Linked DNA regions of Mus musculus: all the other regions are linked to region 1. A link is a contact called in public Micro-C and promoter capture Hi-C data. All regions are on one chromosome and are shown on one strand. The core of a region is the stretch at or near the end of the contact, and the rest is flanking DNA. Distances in the headings are between cores, read along the strand shown. Region 1 holds the start of Kcnq3 (potassium voltage-gated channel, subfamily Q, member 3). Region 2 holds the start of Sla (src-like adaptor). Region 3 holds the start of Ndrg1 (N-myc downstream regulated gene 1).

Region 1 (3,694 bases), core at 848-3,347:
GTCTGCTGACAGGTACCATAGGAAAGCTGGGACATGTTGCTGTCTGGTGTGTGTGAGGGTGTTTCTAATCCAGACAATTCCTTTTCCTTTAGCCTTTTCTCTTCAGAATTTTTTTTTTCTGATTTGTTTCTCTGTTTCAACTCATCCTGAATCATTGATTTACTTATAAAGGGACCAGGGCTACCCTGCTCTGAACTAAGGTCAGGTCCCATAGGCTGTTTCAGACACATACCTCCCATCTAACCAATAAATATCTTTCTCTATTGAGGATGGCCACAAGTCTTCCAATTCTCTGTTTCATTCTCATACTACAGTCCGCTGCTGGGAAAAGTATTCTAGCATAACAAGCAGTTTATTGCTATGCCAATCCTAGAGTCAACACTTTCACTCTTCTAGAGAATCTCTGGAGGCTCCTCCCTTCTCTGACTTCTTTTTTTTTTTTTTCTCCATTCTACAGGTGCCCACTGTGATGGCTTGAATATGTTTGACCCAGGACTGGCACTATTTGGAGGTGTGGCCATGTTGGAGTAGGTGTGTCATGGTGGAGGTGGGCTTTGAGATCCTCCTCCCAGCTACTAAGAATATAGACCTCTCAGCTCCTCCTGCCTGGATGCTGCCATGCTCCCGCCTTGATGGTAATGGACTGAAACTCTGAACTTGTAAGCCAGCCCCAATTAAATGTTATCCTTAGAAGAGTTGCCTTGGTCAATGGTGTCTGTTCACAGCAGTAAAACCCTAAGATGTCCCCCACTCTTCAGCTTCTCCTTGGCCCTGCTCATCCAACTTTCCTAGGCAGACACCTGCTTTTTCCCTGTAGACTAAGACTGGATTCCCAACTTTACTCACAGCTATCTTGTCCTCTCTACTCCACCTGACAGTCATGAGGGAAGACTGGGCGGTAAGGAGTCATGGTACCCCAGGGCAGGAGGAGGGCTTCCCTAACTTGCCTGTTGGGTAATGAGGCACTTGCCCTCTGCCAATGGTGCCAGTGACTGACCAGACTGCTTCCTCTGCCGTCAGCAAACCTGAACTACGTTTCTCCTCCACACCGCTGTCTAGAAGGCTCTTTTTGAAATTGTCATAACTGCTCCCACCTTGCCACTTGAATCTCACCTTAAGGCGTGTCACCTCCTCAATGGGGACTCCTAGGACAGAGCCCAGTGGTTCCTGTGATTCTGTTTCCACACTAGGAATAATTTGGCTCACACTTGCTTTAGCTCTGGCCTTCTGTCTGTCACTCAGGTTTTATGAATTCAAGGGTTTCAAACCTTCGGTGGAGAGCAGTACTCTGTCGTACGTAGGACAAACTCACTGCCATGATTTCAGTGTTTTCCCTGAAGGATGCTAATGGAGTCAGAGGGCATGACTGGCTTGCCTGCAGCAGGATTTAGGAGCCAGGAAGAAATTAGGATACTGATTCTGATGTTCACATGCGCTTCTCAGCTGTCTTCCCACCTACTTGTACAAGGGGCTACCCCAAAACTACCAGAAGCAGTAGCCCCCAGGAGCCCGGAATAGAAGAAGCATTGCAATCACCGAGCCAGTGGGTGAGGTGTGAGCATGTCTAACCGAGCAACTTGGATTTTTACCTGCAAAGGCAAGCAGAGGAGGTGGAGGGTGGAGACTGAACATAAAGCTGCAGCCTCAGCCTCTATCTACTCCCTTTTAATTTCTCCTCTCGCTCAGGGGAAACCCCAACGCCCACGGGGTCTGGGGAGCTCCCGCTTCACGGCCTCAGGATTCATGACCCAGCAGAAGCAGTAGTAGAGGCCTCACAGCCCTGGTGATGCTGGACCTCAAGGCTGTCTTGGGTAGGGGGGCGGCGGGGAGAGGCGGGGCCCCGCCTGGGCCTCCCGCAACCAAGGGGCGGGACGATGGAGCCCCACCCCTGCGAAGGAGGGAGGGAAGCAGAGAACGCTGCGGGTGGTGAGCGCTCCGCCCGGGCGCGCCTGCTTCTGCTGCTGCTACTGCCGCTGCAGCGGGGCTAGGGCTAGAGCAGCGGGCTGGGCGCGGGCGGGAGAGGGGAGGAGGGAGGAGGCGGCGGCGCGTGTGCCAGGCGGGCGGGCGGGAGGACGGCTGGCACAGGGCTTGTAAATAAACTGCGATGCTGTCTCGGGCTCGCCGGCCCGGGTGCCGCCGTCGCCGCCGCCTCCCTGGAGCTTCGGTGCCAGGCTCCCGCCGTCGCGCGCCCTAGCGCCACCGCGCCAGCCTCGCGCGCCCTCAACGGGCTCCCCGTGGACCCCGGCTTCCTGCGCCCCTCCGGGTCCCACAGAGGACCCGCTCGGGATGTGACCCCTTGACTCCCCACCCGACCTCCTCTGGCCCCCGGGAGGCCCGCCTTTGCCTGCTTTTGGGGGGGTGGGCGGGGAGGGGCGCGCGGATCATGGCATTGGAGTTCCCGGGCTTGCAGCCGCCGCCGCCGCCTCGTCCACGTACCCCAAGTGCTCCTACTTCCCGGAGCAGCAGCGGAGAAGGCGAAGCGCCCGGTGGGGGCGAGGCAGATGGGTCTCAAGGCTCGCAGGGCGGCGGGGGCGGCTGGCGGGGGCGGCGGCGAAGGGGGCGGCGGCGGCGGCGGGGCCGCTAACCCTGCTGGAGGGGACTCGGCGGTGGCCGGCGACGAGGAGCGGAAAGTGGGGCTGGCGCCAGGAGACGTGGAGCAAGTCACCTTGGCGCTAGGGGCCGGAGCCGACAAAGACGGGACCCTGCTGCTGGAGGGCGGTGGCCGCGAAGAGGGGCAGAGGAGGACCCCGCAGGGCATCGGGCTCCTGGCAAAGACCCCCCTGAGCCGCCCAGTCAAGAGGAACAACGCCAAGTACAGGCGCATCCAAACTTTGATCTATGACGCCCTGGAGAGACCGCGGGGCTGGGCGCTGCTCTACCACGCGCTTGTGTGAGTACCTGGCCACTCGGGGCGCCCCTTGGCGGCCGTGCACCTTAGGGTTCGGGCCAGGGCTGGCATAGTGTTGTGTCTTTGGCCACTCAGAAGTGCTCTCTGGCTTGGGTTGGGGATGGAGGGACACCAGTTTGGCCTTAGCCAATGGTTCTCTGCGGTGTGACGGAGTGTTTCTGGTGCCTGGGACAGCAGGCTTTCAAGCTGAGTTGGAGATTTGAACTGGCGAGTGCGCAAAAGTGCGCATTTATTGTATGTTCTGGGATATTGTCATGGAAGCTTAAAAGAAATAGATGATATTTCTAATGAAGCAGTTGAGTGGGACAAAAACGGTCCTTTCAGAAGCACCGGTTCTTCTTGGGGTGGATAGCTTGCAATCACCACTCAATTTAGATGATATATCCCAGAGTTGAGGATAGTAGCGGTGCACACTGCCCATAGGCATAGTGCCTGTGTACGTGCGTGTTCCATGTGTGTGCTTCCCTTCCTTGGAATGGATGCTGAAGTAAAAGAATAATGGGTTTGGCTTTAATTGGGGGCTTAGACAGACCAAAATGCAGGTCTTTGTGTTCTTTTAGTAAAATGAATAGGAGAATAGAAAAGGGGCGGGATTTCCAAGCTTAGTCCAAAGGGTTTAGCTGAGCCATAGGTAAGGTGAAGCTATTTGATGCTGGAACATCCGTATGATTTATGTGCAACATCCCATAGTTTAGGTTCTACCATCTCTGTAGGTACAACTGTTGCCCATCTGTGGTTTGGCTGACCAGGGCATTGGACACCCAAGAGTCCGGTGGGAAGTTTGTC
Region 2 (4,151 bases), core at 1,437-3,936, 550 kb before region 1:
GATGTCCCCACCTCCTGGAAGCCACTAGCCATGCACAACCAATGAGTATCCCATTCATGTCCTTCTCTGCGTACACTCTTGCTTATCTGGGGGCAGCATCTTCCTGTCATGCTTTCATCTCAATGTGCTAGACCAGATTCATCCTTTGATGGCTCTATCTGCATCCTCCTGCCTTGAACCCTTCCCAATTGTGTCCAATATGCCAGTTATTCTAAGGCTTATGTGCTTCCTCTCTTCTTCAGTTCCTACTCCCATCCAAGGCGATGCAGCATCCCACACTCTCCTGTTGGGAAGGACTCAGAAAGCACTTAATCTACATCTATTCGTACACTGGCTCCTCACAAGGTTCTGTAGGGCTGTTAGGCCACTGCAGGTCTGAGGAGTAAGAGAACACAGTAGAGTCCCTACAGGAGAATCTGGAGGGCATCAGAGCATGCCTTGGTTCAGGTGCCCACAGTTTGCTAGAGCAGTGGTTCTCAACCTTCCTAATGCAGTGACATTTTAATATAGTTCCTCAGGTTTTGGTGACCCCAACCATAAAGTTATTTTCATTGCTACTTCATAACTGTAGTTTTGCTACTGCTATAAATCATAATGTGGGTTATTTGTGTTTTCTGATGGTCTTAAGCAACTCCTATGAAAGGGTACATCCCTAAGGTGTTGTGACCACTGCTCTAGACCTTTTAAGGATATTTTGTCTATTGGGAGGACAAAACCTGATGACAGACTAGTCAGAGAATGAAAATTCAAGATAAGCCTGTTGTGAGATCAAGCACGGTTAGGTTGGAGAGACTCACAAATGAGCAAAGTGCTCTAGCAGGTTCCTGCGTCCTGTCCAGGGTGGCTTCAGGAAGCAGAGAGGCATGTCCTCTGTTCAACCTTCCTGTCCTTCATTTAGCTGACTGCCCTCTATCCAGTGGCCCAGGATCCACGCATGGCAAGCACTGTGACTGAGGGCTGATACTATGCAGTTTCACTTCCAGCAGCATTGCCACTTGCCCTGCACTTCTTTTGGGGAAGCCCTTTTTCTGGGCCTTTGTGGCATGAAAATTTTCTGGGTTTCTCTTGAACTCACAGCTCAGAGCCCCATATACCAATCAAGCTGTACCAAGATCAGATGATCTCTCAAGTTCTCCCTGAAAGGACAAGGAGCTCCTTGCATGTCCATGGCAGCATAGTCTGGCCTCTTCCTTCCTTATTACCCAACCCCCATCGAGGTCTTGATTGGCTTGTGTTTTTATTTTGCAAGGGGTGTGTTAATACAAGCATTCACTGCATTGATATACACAGGAATCTCCCAGCCAGCGCCTCTCTCTCTCTCTGTCTCTCTCTCTCTGTCTCTCTCTCTCTGTTTCTGTCTCTCCTCCTCCTCCTCCCCCTCCTTCTTCCTCTGCACCCTCTACTACTCTCCAGGTTCCCAGGACATATTCTTCCTCATCTGCCAGACATTCCATTCCTATTCTGGCCTCTATATCTCCTCCTTATTCTTAGATGTCCATACTCTATGGTTGTCTCTTCTTCCCATGCAGGTCTCAACCCAAAAGATCCCTCTGCTAGGCTGTCATTGTCCACTCCTAAGGTATGTCTCACTTTCTCCTGCTTCCTTTTTAGCCCTCTGGCTCTGCTTTCCTTAGCTTGCTTCTCAAGACCCGCAGTGCTTAGTGCATTTGCTTACGCATCATTGCTATCCGAGTGAGCTCTATCTGGGTCCTCAGAACTTTCTCCCAAAGCCAAAAAGACCTCAGCAATGGGGTAGTTAATAAACCCCTGAGGGTGCATACATGAGTCACACATGAACCACTATTCATTAATTACTACAGAGATACAAGACCATGGCCAACCTTCTATCACATGAGGCAGAATTAGAGTCAAGTGTGTAACAAAATATTCTGCTATTGTTTTCTTTTAAAAATTGCAAGAGAAAATATGATTGTGATGCTGTGATGACAATATACTAGTGATTCTAGCCTGACTGGCACTCTGTGTCATCACTCAAAAAATACTTTCTTAATATGTTGAGGGTAGTGAGTCCACCTGTCTTAGCTCTAGGGAGAGCCTCTGAAGCACTAGATGAGGAAACATGGGATGTTGGGCTCTGAGGCTCTGGGTCTCAGTGAGGATGGGGAGGGTCACAGAATGTTAGGTAGGGCATCCTAGAGCTGGAGCCCCACAGAGTCCCTCCCTGGTGGGAGCAGTCTCCATTCTTAGATGTGTGGAAGGTAGACAGGGCTCACTGTGCTATCTAGAAGCTATGGTATCCTCAGCTCTGACTGGCTAAGCAACTTGTCTTGATCACATGGTCAAAACCAGGGATCAGCATGAGAATTTGGGGTAGTGGCACCCCTTTCTAAGAAATCTCTCTCTCTCTCTCTCTCTCTCTCTCTCTCTCTCTCTCTCTCTCTCTCTCTCTCTCTCTCCATCTCTTCATCTCTCTGTCACACACACACACACACACACACACACACACACACTAAGGATTCCTGCATCCGCCTCTTACTGTGAGCAGCTAGCAAGGATTTGATGCTGCTGCACCAGGGCTCATGCCAGCGACTTGGCTGCCAGGTGCAGCTTTCCAACTCTCAGACACCCCCCCCCCAGGCCCCCAATGCACCTGTTCTTGAATGAGGCCAACTCCTAGCCAAGCCCAGGGCACAAGAAAGCTACACTAAGCTTTGGGATTTTCTTGTCTTATTCAGAGATGCTTGGAGTGGAAGCAGAACTGTGAATCTTGGAACAAAACTGCTTTTGATAATGCAAATTTAGTCCTGGTTAATGCAGACAGACTGTCAACTTCAGCAGTCAGGAGAAGGGAGGGGGCTAACTCCTCATCTCAGAGACCAGTGAAGAATTTCAATAGAATGCTTCGACTTCCGAAATAAGATCATTCTAAGCAAGCGGAGGCTTTCTACCTTCCCAGGAATCCATGTGACCCCCATGCTCTGCAGGTATGTCTCTGGGTGTCATGAGGACTCTTTGGGTGGACCATGGTGGCCTGGGTGGCAGGGGTGAGAGTCTCCAGGATTTGATGAAGTCCTTCTTACCCACCCTTTTTCATCTAAGGTAATTTGATGGTCTCTGCTGAGGGGATGGCTGGTCCTGAGGTCTAAACAAGGGCTAGGAGGCACCTATTCCTTCCCTGGATGGTGTGTATTTGTGGGCTGGCCTCCAGTTGCCATTTCCACAGCTGCTATGAGGAAGAAATGTGTGTGTCTGTTTCAGTGTCTATGTGCACTTATGCTGTGATTTGGAAAACTGTCCTGAGGTCAGATGATTCAGTGGCTATAAGTTCATTGTATTTCTTCTTGGTACCAGGGCCATTAACTATATTACTAATGAGTTAAGTATAAAAATATCTATCATTTATTCAGGTCCAACTCTTTTCTTGACAGTGGAGTATGTTTATGGTCTCTGGGCATATTTAGCAGGATCTCTGAAAGTTCTCCCGATTTGCAGATAGAGAAACTAAGTCTCAGGTTCTGGGAAATGCAAAGGCTTTGGACTACAGTCAGAAGACACCGAGGGCTTTCCTGGTTTTCTAACAGAAGGCCATGGGAGGAGATCTGTTCTATTCCCACTCACTTGTCACCCAGCTGCAGTGCCACTGCGGGTACTGATCCCCATCCTACCTCTTGTCTTCAGGCTGTGATGCTCGCCTCTCCACATAGCATGCATATATCCATTCCCGTATGCTTGGCTTGTTGATTATCTGTTTTGATCTGGCCATTACCTCTTAGAGGGCAGAAATTCAATTGGTAGACATGTCCACCATAGCCAGCCCTACACCTGGAACACCATAAGTGACTGATCCACTGTCATTAGCAAGTAGGTGCTATTATATACTCGTGCTGCTGTGTGTCCTGCTCAGCTAGACATGGTGATTCCCTGGGTTTAGGGTCTCAGAAATAACCCCAAATAAAATAAGACCTGTGAAGCTTAAGGAGAGAGAACAGCACATGTTCTAGGAGAGGAAACAGAACATGTTACACCCTTAAGCCTAGCTAAGGAACACCAAATACATGGAATTGGTATGCCCATTCAAGGTGACCAGGGAGGGAATAGAAGGGAGTAAATTCAGATTGCATTAAACAGCTCTCTGGGGGTCACTGTCAGGATACAGCTTTGACTCCTGGAGAGAGTACTGGCTAATAGAA
Region 3 (4,122 bases), core at 320-2,819, 680 kb before region 1:
ACAGGGGAGATTCTGGGAAAAATGGTTATTAATGGGGTAACAGACTGCTTAGTCTGTGTTGTTAAGCAAAAACAGGATGACTCGCAAACATGCCAGTACTCACTCTCATGGTCCTTGGGTCCAGAAGTTCTTGAACATAGTAGGTGCTCAGGACAACTATAGATCTGGTAAGCTCAGCTTAGCGATCTTGTATGGATGTCTTGGGAAACAGAAATCTTGGGGCTCCATTTTGCTATGTCCCCCAAAGAAAGAGCTTTCCTTTTTTCTTCTTACTTCCTTCTTCTCCAGCTCCTTAGCACAGAGCAGGCTCTTAAAGCGGCTCCCTAGATATCCATAGACCAAGAGAATGAGGGTCAGGTTATCTAGAGGAGGGGGGAGGGGAAGGCCACTTGAGTCATAAGGGTTGAGCAGGTGGCGTTGAAACAATGACTGGACTGGGCCTTAGGTGTGACTCAATCTCTCTATAACATGATGTTTTCTTGGTGCTGGGTGCTGAGATTCTCAACGTGGTTTCACATCTGAGCCAATCCGGGCAATGTTTATTTATTTAGTGGGGATGGGGAGCGAGGGGTCTGAGGAAAATGTATGGCACTGTGTTCTTCCTTTCCACTTTGTGGTTTCCGGGCATGGAATTTAGGTCCCCAGGGTTTTGCAGGCCACATGTCTTTACCAGGTGTGCCATCTTGCTGCACCCTTTGAGGAGTTTTTTTTCAAAGCCCCAGTGTTGGGGCACACTCTCAGATTCTAACTAAGCTGCTCTGGGGTGTAACCAGGGTATCCACCTGCTTAAGAAAAGCTCCCTGGAGAGGCTCAGGTGTAGGTCAGGGCGAGAACCCGGTAACAGGCAAGCAGGCCAAGGTTTTAGAACATCACGACAGAAGGAAGATCCATGATTGGAAAGCAAATTCTATGCACGTTCTGGGGACCACAAACTGCAGTCCGTAGAGTGCTTACAGCTGACACAGCGGGCTGGAGCAGCGGGGAAACAGCAGCTCAGAGTAGGAAGGGAGTTGTGGGGCGCCAAGATCAGCAAGAATAAAGGGAGCTAAGCAATGTGAAAGGAGCCTGGAGATAAAGTCTGCCGTCTAGGCTGTAAATGGGGCTCGGGAGTGACTGCGTGGAGACCCGGAGGAAGTGGGGGGTGCCGCCCAGAAGGGCGTGGCGCGGGCAGAGGCTTAGGAAACTCAAAGGCTATAGGGGGGCAAGCGGTCGCGCAGAGAGACACAAGGGAGTCCTTATGCACACGCGCACGAGCGCGCACGGGCACACCACGCTACCACTCGGTGGGCACACGTTCGCTGCACACGCCGCGGTCCCGAGAGCGGATCACAGGGAGGAGCGGCAGGCAGGGCCGGGCAGTCTCTCCAGTCGCGCCCCTGCAAAGGCTTGCGCAACAGGCGGCGGCTCCAGCCCGCCCCGCCCAGCCCAGGCAGGGTGCAGCACGAGGCGGGCCGGAGAAAGGGGTGTGTCCCCGTCTCCTGCTGCGCTGGGAGCAGAGGGTCTGGGAGGGGCGAGGCCCTGGGGGCGGGGCCCCGGCGCCTATAAAATCGCCCTACGCACGCACGGACATAAACAAACCTTGCCAGGCTACCCTCTCGCGTTGCAGGCAGATTGCTCACCCATCTTCGTCTCCCTCTTCACCTCCCGCGGGGCGCTGCACCTCCAACCTTGTGGTTGGCTCCTTTCCGTGCTTGCTTGCTCATTAGGTAAGCCCTCCGGACGCCTTCTTCCTCCGGAGCAAGACAAGGACCCCCAGCAAAGCTTGCTTTCGGGGTGCTACTGGACACCCCGCCCGTCTTTTGTGGCCCTTGCGAAGACCACAACTGGTGGTCTTCGGTGGAACCGGCGCCGGAGGGATAGCTGGCATCACTGGAGCGGGTTTCGATTACTATAAGGCACAAAAAGACGTGTTGGGTCTCGCTTTCTCTCTAATTGGGGAAGTGGGATTAAGGGGTCGAAGTTGGGGCGGAGAGCCTGGGAATACCTGGGTCGCACTTCCTGGCGTCAACCCTGAGCCACAGCTGACTTCTCTGTCCACTGGGCTCAAGGGGACACTTTGTGTGTGCTCTCGCGTGTGAAGGGGTGTGGATGGGTGATGGGGTGACTAGGAAAAGAGCGACTGTAGCGCGTGTATCCAGGGGATGAGTAAGGGTGAGCAGACTTGGCGGGGAGTGTGGAGAAGGGGGCGAGGGTGTGTCTACTCTGGAGCCTGGTCCCGAACCAGTGTGATCTGAGTCCAGGTTCCCATCCAGTCCAGAGCCCAGTGCTCTCTCCAAGCTGTGCGTGTGAGAGAACGTGTGTGTGCTGGGGGAGAGTCCGGGGTGTGTCCCGGCGCGTGCTGCACGCGCCACTGCGAGTGTCGGCGGCGAGAGGAGCCCAGGCAAGGGTGCGGCCCTCTAGGTAGTACCGGGTTGGCTCTGTAACTGCGCGGGAGTGGTGGTTTGTGCCTCCAGGGTCGCGCGGGCATCTGGCAGCCCCAGAGTTGGCTGGAGCTCTGAGTGTCGTCATTTTCGCCTCCGCCTCCCCCCGCCCCACCTCCCTTTCTTTCTCCCAGGCGGTCCTCCCTGCTGTTTTAGCCCGGAGAGCAGCTGGAACCGCTCGTCCGTTCCCGGGAGACCGGTCGCGGTCTCTGATTCAGCCTGTAGGGTAGATTCGGGAGGGGCGTGAGGAATGCTGCAGGCTCTGGGGAAACATGCTGTCACCACCGCCTCTGTCAAATTAGTAGCTGAAGCTAAGATTTGTGGATGGCTTCCTTACTCTGCCACCTTCCGTCTTCCCTTGTCTGTCGCCTTTGCTGGCAGTCATCACGGATCCCCATGCACTGTCCCTTGGGCTTTAATGTGGGAGGACAGGTCGGGGAGGGAAGTCCAGTGGTCCGTGTCCTAGAACAGCCTTCAGCTCTCCCTCACAGACTTCCTGGGCAGGTCAGCTTATTTGAGTCCTTGAAACTCCTGAAGAAGATGGGAAATTCAGGACAGCCAATGTTCCCCCCCCCCTTACCCCCTTCAGTGATCTCCTACACCACCTAAAGTGAACGGACAGGCGCTAGCTATGGATTTCAAGGCAAATCTTTCAGGTTGCTTCTTACTGTTAGAGATCCTAGCAATTTGTCTATTTCACATGTGTGAAGTGAATGAGAGAAAGCTAGGTGCAGAGGAAAACCCCCCAAAACCATCTTCATGGGACTTGCCAACTTCTGGACAGTGGCAGGGAGGGGCCACTGTTTTATGGGTGTGGCGCAACCAGCCCCAGGCCAGAAGGGTACCAAGTCGGAGCTGAAAGGTGTGAGGGAGGCTTTACAGGAAGGTCTGGAAAAGCTCCAAGAGGTGAGACTACAGTAGATGCTGTCAGGGAGCTAATCCCACCTGGGCCTTCTTAGCTTGGTGGTGCTTGGTATCTCCGTGGCCAGTACTGGGGAAGGAGGACTTTTTCAGCCATACCAAGGACAGTAGCTTGACCCATAGGAAGAGCTCTGACATTATTAAAAATCATTGGGACAGCTCTGCTTTCTGCCCTGACCCCGGTAGGTACCTGATACAATCCTATGGCTGGAGGAGGTATCGCTTAGTTCCTGGGTCCATTGTAGAGTCTCCTCTCCTCGTAAGCTTTCTCTTGGTGAAAGCAAACCAGAAATTGCTAACTACTGGCTGGGCTATTTCAAAAGGAAATCCCAACTCACACACATCCTTTCCTGTCTTTTGCTACTTTAGAGATGAGAACTGAGATCAGAGATGGAGAGGTCTGTGGCTGAGGTCAGCCAGAGTCTGAACTCCGTTCAGAGTCCCTTCTCAGAAGTCTCTTGGTTAGGACTGAACTTGAGTTTTGCCTGAATGCAACGGAATGAATAGGAACTTACCTTCTTACCAAGTTTTGGGTGAGGCCAGTAGGAGGGAGAGGCAGAGTATATGTTTGCTTTTTATTGTTTGTTTGTTTTGAAAGTGTTTAAATCATGTGTTGAAGTGGAAGCAAAGTCAGTTCAGTGAGAAAGAGACAAGGGTAACAGTCCCTCTACCTGGTGTTTTTTTTTCAGTTAGTTACCTCCCCCCCCCCCCTGCCCAACAGTGCTGGGGTCCCTGGGTGCATTGACCCCTGGTGGCTTGAACTAACCCCAGCAGGGGACAG

Evidence for each region. Promoter capture Hi-C pulls out the DNA fragments that hold promoters and counts their contacts. Hi-C and Micro-C count contacts between places; a contact is called where the count stands out from the background.
Region 2: a contact with region 1 is called in a promoter capture Hi-C map of hippocampal neurons, with 5 times the contacts expected there. A contact is called at or near these places in 2 of 39 promoter capture datasets (hippocampal neurons and stem cell-derived epiblast-like cells).
Region 3: a Micro-C map of embryonic stem cells shows a contact between it and region 1, with 5 times the contacts expected there. A contact is called at or near these places in 2 of 39 promoter capture datasets (the 3T3-L1 cell line and liver) and 1 of 484 Hi-C or Micro-C datasets (embryonic stem cells).

Annotation. Positions count from the first base shown.
Region 1 is chr15:66,285,032-66,288,725 of GRCm38.p6, reverse strand. Kcnq3 (potassium voltage-gated channel, subfamily Q, member 3) reads left to right here and starts at 2,097. Exons shown (of 15, transcript NM_152923.3): 1 at 2,097-2,890. The coding sequence starts at 2,502. The region is part of intron 1 of Gm27242 (a long non-coding RNA gene); the gene reads right to left.
Region 2 is chr15:66,830,364-66,834,514 of GRCm38.p6, reverse strand. Sla (src-like adaptor) reads left to right here and starts at 2,686. Exons shown (of 9, transcript NM_009192.3): 1 at 2,686-2,945. All of the region lies in intron 43 of Tg (thyroglobulin), which reads right to left.
Region 3 is chr15:66,967,088-66,971,209 of GRCm38.p6, reverse strand. Ndrg1 (N-myc downstream regulated gene 1) reads left to right here and starts at 1,569. Exons shown (of 16, transcript NM_008681.2): 1 at 1,569-1,706. It overlaps Gm2895 (a long non-coding RNA gene), which reads right to left and starts at 1,562. Exons shown (of 3, transcript XR_875396.3): 1 at 104-1,562.